Regions from separate parts of the Gossypium arboreum genome. Here region 1 is linked to region 2. The links are chromatin contacts, called in public Hi-C maps. All regions are on one chromosome and are shown on one strand. Each heading gives the region's core, a stretch centred on a gene start, on an enhancer-like site or on the middle of the called end of the contact. The rest is flanking DNA. Distances are from core to core; before and after follow the strand shown.

Region 1 (2,700 bases), core at 119-2,618, 34 kb after region 2:
TATTTATTTTAAATCTGGAATTTATTATAAAACTATTTTTATATTATTATTTTTGAAATTGTAAAAATATAAAATTCCTAGAGAAATATATGTTCAGAATGAACCTAAACAAATGATTGTCTATGTTCATTTAAATTTGGACAATCATTTCTCTAGATTTATTGTGAACATGAAATCAATAAAATAAAATAAAACCTAAAATCAAGAAAAAATTTAAAAATATAAAAATAAAAAGTTGAAAATTAATAAATTATAGGAGTTTGTTTTTGTTTATGGTTATTTTTGAAATTATAAAAAATATAAAATTACTAAAATTCAAAATGAATCTAGAAAAATGGTCACCCATATGCATTATGCATGTAAAATAAAAATAAATAAATATCCTAATTTTTACATTTTTAAATTTTCAAAAAATATTATTATTTTTATTTTGCAACATGTTTTAACATTCTATTGGTTGTCAACCTAAAATTTAATGGTGCTAGTCAAATATCAATAAAAAGTACCAACTTAATTTACTATCTTCAATTTTAGCTACCAGTTAAATTTAAAAATAAATTAAAAACTAAATAATTAGAAATTATAAATTCAAATACTTACGTAAATCAGAAAATTTTTGTAGGAGGTGATAATAAAATTTTAATTTTAATAGTCTATATCTTATAATTTTTAAATGATTAAATTAAATTTTCATAATTTTAGGGGAACTAAAGTGCAAATTTACCTTTACTTATTTAAAATTTTAAAATTTTTAAAATACCCAAACAACGATTTTCCATTTTAAGAATGTAGTAAATATTTTTGTGAAAACATTTAAAAAAATGGTAAATAGAAGGTACAAATGTAAGCATATATTAATTATAAGGTCATCACCATGAATACGATGCACTTGACTTGTGAAATTGAAATTTGCCCTTTAAATTACTAGCAGACTCAGCAAAGCTAAGTCGTACTTTATTTATTTTTTGGTTCAACCAACAAGATATGTGTTCACCGAACAGATCAAATTGAAGTCATTCACTTCCTTCTATTTTTCAACCCAACAAACCAAATAAATTGACAATTAATAAAAAAAAATAAAACAAAAATATATTATTTTAATCATTATATCATTATCCAACTTAACTCAATCCAATACCTAAGTGTCAACTAACAGTTAATTCGAATAGATTCATTGACATTTCAAAAGATGCACATGGCTGGGAATTTTCAAAAATAATTGTAGTGATCATCTAAGATATTATTACATCTTTGAACTACTGACTTTACAACCCCATACAAAATGTAATAAAAGATAGCTGCTGAAAGCCATTCATCGTATGCCTAAAACACAACCTACCCACTCTTTCCATCATCTCATAAAAAGATGCCCAAACTGATCAAACCAACCAAAATCCACAAACCCAACTCTTCACACTTAACATTACAACAGGCCTGTGCTTCCAAATGGATTATTAGCATGTGGTTGACCAACAGGGGCCACTTGGTTCACCGGAAATGCCCCAAACCCTGTATCACCAAATGGATTTGATGGGCTCATCATCAATTGTTGCTGCTGCTGCTGATAAGCAGGTTGGTAAGCACCAAAAGGATTGTTTTGTTGTTGAGCTATTGCTGCCATTTGCACTGCAGGTGGGGGAGCAACGTTATTTGACATGGCAAATGGGTCTTGTACCTCAAATGGATTTGGAGCTGGTGTTCCATATGCAGGATGCTGAGCTCTATATGCTGCTTCATCATATAAACTGTTGAGAGTGAGCGAGTCCAATCCACCAGCCTGAAAATTATCAGCCACAAGTTTAATTAGGTAAGTTTGCTCGGGGTTCAGAAAGTCTTCAATGTATTTACACTCATTTAGTATATAACAATCCAAAAACGCAGGGAGAAATAAAGATGATCACTTCCAGAGAAGTAAAACCAGAACTAACATGCCCTAATTCCAAAATTAACAAATAAGGCTGGAGATAGTAAGGCAGTTCTCAAAAGTTATAAGTGAAGCCTCTCTTTGGCAATATTTCAACCAAATCCTAACCTTTCAACCATCACAAGCCTTGGCCAGTAAAGTGTTATATTCCCCAATCAACAGCAACACATAAGAACAAAATAAGAAGTTAAAGCACAGAAAGCGCATACCAATTGCCTATCAGTAGGTGCAGAAATATCGGTACTTGGTGTGGTGACAAGGGCAAGTTCCCATCCAGTAGGATCAAATTCTACAGGCTGACCAGCACTAGAATTAAATGTTGAAGCAGTACCTGCAAAATAAAACTTTTGCACCTTAGCTAATTGTGGTAATAGCAAAGACCATCAGGACAACCATTAACTAAGGGAGAAAAAGAGAAAGAAAAAGAAACATAATTTACCAGATTCAGTTGGCACTATGGCTAGAGCTAAAGCATTGCTTTCCTCAATTGCTGAGGCATCAGGTGCAGAATAATTCAATCCCTGAACCCACCAATATGCAATAAAAAAAATGAAGTAGAAAAGTAGGATAACATTATGGAACTCCAAAAGAAACATTACCAATAAATCTCCAGTGTCCATGTTGGTCTGAGTTGGGGGAGGGGGAGGGGGAGCAGTCTCAACAGTGAAAGCTGCATTTTCATCAGCAGGAGCAGATGGCTCAGGTTCATCATTGGATAATTTAGTATCTTCAGAAGGGCCTTCCTCAGGTCTGTATGTTAATTGAAGCTGTAAACA
Region 2 (2,700 bases), core at 136-2,635:
ACTTGAGTCAACTCAGGGCCATCCATTAACACATTTAAGTTTCCTTCTTTTTCTTCTTCCATTGATACCAGATCTTTCTCTAAGATCACATCATCTTCATTGGTAGCCATTTGATTGCAATCAAAACTAGAAATAAAACATGAAAACTCCTCTTTTCCCAGTTCTCCTCCAACACCCTCACCCTCACCCCCATCCTCATCCTCATCACCATGAGATAAGATCTCAACTCTATTGTTTTCTTCAACCCTTTGTTTATCTTCCTGAAAATCAGCCAAAACATCTGATTTGGCTCCATCTGAAGCATTGCCTTCATCTTCAACATTATCAAATCCTCCATCTTCAGTAATTAAATTACCTTTGTGGGGATAATCCAAAACCTCCCAAGAAGGCTTAATCAAGAGATAAGGAAAGTTCAACTTTTTCTCCAACATGACACCGCAACAAGAACACTTGGAATTCACTTCACTATTTTCCATCACTTTATCGCCACCATCTTGAATCAAACCGACCTGCTTCATCCATGGGAAAAAAGCTAACTTCTTTGACAAGTCACAACAATCCGACCGTGATGAGGACAAGCAATCCTCACACATATCTCGAGACTCGGCTAGTTTCCGATGGGATGAACAATAACCCAGTCTAGAAATCTCGTTGGCATGACCATCGCAAACAAGATCCCTATAAGAATTGTTGTACTTGGATGGGTCAAAGATATGATCAAGCCTAGTACACCAAAGGCAAGGCCTTTGAAGACCGAAGTAATCAGCAAATTTGATGATCAGATAAGAAAAGAGAGAATTGAGAAGGAGAAGAAGGATGAGAACCCATTCCAGCAATGCATATGCAAGAACAAGAGTGACCCTGTTTGTATTATTATGCAACATGGTTGCAAATTTATTTGCAGCCATTAATGGAGTTCTTTGGTTTGTTCTATGTACAGAGAGACTTGGCGAGTCGTGAAAAGGAACAAAAGCAAAACGAAACAAAGAAACAAAGAAAGGGTAGTATTTGTTAGATAAGAACGAGAGGAAGAGGAAGAGGAAGAGAGATTTAAGGGTTTTGAATAAGAAAGAGTAGTATTAGAAGGAAGCAATGAAAGGGCCTTAAAAGGAAATAATAAATGGGCAAACATTTCTCACAATATCCATAAAAATACCTATGATGTTAAAAAAGACTGTAGGCTGAGTATGAGTATGAGAGTTTCCAAGGTATTCAGATCTGAAAACAGATCAACAAGAGAAAGAAGCAAAACAAAATGGTGAATCGGATGACCAGAGTATCAATGTTTGGTCCAGATTCCAATCTTCGACCCCTCAAAAAAAAAAAAAAAGGGTATGTTTGTATGATGTAATTTTCTTTTATTATGTTATTTTGTTTCTAAAAAATTAAAATAAAGTGTAAATTCATTGTGAATAATGTAATCAAAATTGGAAAAAGAAATTAAAATGGAATGGCCCACCAAAGCTTTGTAGCAATGAATTAGTGGACAAGAGTGGGGTCCATTTAGAAGCCATGTTTGTTACCAGATGCTCTTTCTTTCCTTTTTTTACTTATTTTGTTTTGATTTTATTTCATATATTTATCCCTCAGCTCTCAACCAGGTTATTCTTTTTCTTGCATTTAGTATAAGAAGATAAATAAATAAATAAACTATTTTCACTCAATTTTTAGGTAAAATTAGGTAAAAATATCGTTTTAATTGAAAATGAGAGATATGTTTTCTTTTAATTTAAAGAAATTAATTGATTTTTTACAAATAATGAAAGCGCGTTCAAAATATCTCGCATTTTTAAATTTAAGGAAATATGTCAATTTTGTACATGTGGTAAAAGCGCGTCCTACTAGACTTATATTTGCTATGGGGTGCACTTTCCCCTCCCTCCATGCCACATCAACAACCACTACATTAAAAAAAGTTTTGTTAATTTGAAAAATTAAATTTAACTGTTAGATAAAAAAAATGGTTGGATTGAAATTTGAAAAAATTGAAAAAAGTTTAATAATTTTCTAAAAACTCGAGAATTCCAAGATAAAACCTGCAGTTCGTCCCGCCTTTTCCATGAAAAAATTTTCAGGTCATAAGAATACTGATCTGTCGTAATTCGATGTTGCAGATTAATCTAATATCCGCACTTTAGGAGCTTAAAGACAAGCATTTTAATTAAGTTTAATTATGTTTTCTTAAATTTCCGTTAAGTTAATAAAATGTGGCAAATGAGTCTTTTATTGACCTTAGGGGTCAAATGAGGCCTAAGGGTGAGCTAATGAACTTTATAAGTGTGTAGGAGACCATTAAAAGGTATGCCAAATCAATACTGGTCACTACGTTACAACATGGAAGGTTCGATGTCGCAACATAAGGAACAAAATGGAGAAATCATGAAAGTACCTTCGATGTCGCGTCACAGCTTAAGGGTGTCACGACATACCCCTGAAGATACCACAAGGGGAGTATACTGACTCATTTGTCGTGACACAGGTCTTGGTGTGTCGCGACATCAACTCTGGACGAAATTAAGACACGAACCAAGGGGCGTTTTGGTCTGTAAAATCAAACTTAGAGCTCGGGAATGTCAGCTAACTTAGGGTTAAGGAAGACGACCACCTGAGATCTATAAATAGGCTCCTTTCTCATATGGAAAAGACACCATTCACTTAGCCTAGAATTAGTCTTTTAATTTCAGTTTAGTTTTCTCTTTC

What was found. A called contact is a pair of places that touch in the nucleus more often than the background predicts.
Region 1: a Hi-C map of leaf shows a contact between it and region 2, with 2.5 times the contacts expected there. The contact joins the enhancer-like site here to the promoter of LOC108476091 in region 2. A contact is called at or near these places in 2 of 5 Hi-C or Micro-C datasets (both in leaf).

Annotation. Positions count from the first base shown.
Region 1 is chr3:30,965,298-30,967,997 of ASM2569848v2, forward strand. LOC108475989 (putative clathrin assembly protein At2g01600) reads right to left here. Exons shown (of 14, transcript XM_053025640.1): 12 at 2,364-2,691; 13 at 2,134-2,255; 14 at 1,157-1,777. The coding sequence ends at 1,424. Among protein-coding and RNA genes, the nearest start is that of LOC108475989, 11 kb to the right of the region's middle. Within about 2 kb of position 1,369, at least 1 of the 2 cell types and tissues checked has an H3K27ac peak or open chromatin away from gene starts, as enhancers often do. A contact at or near this core is called in leaf, where this site is marked.
Region 2 is chr3:30,931,648-30,934,347 of ASM2569848v2, forward strand. It overlaps LOC108476091 (myosin-binding protein 2), which reads right to left and starts at 1,386. Exons shown (of 3, transcript XM_053025639.1): 1 at 1-1,386. The coding sequence starts at 908.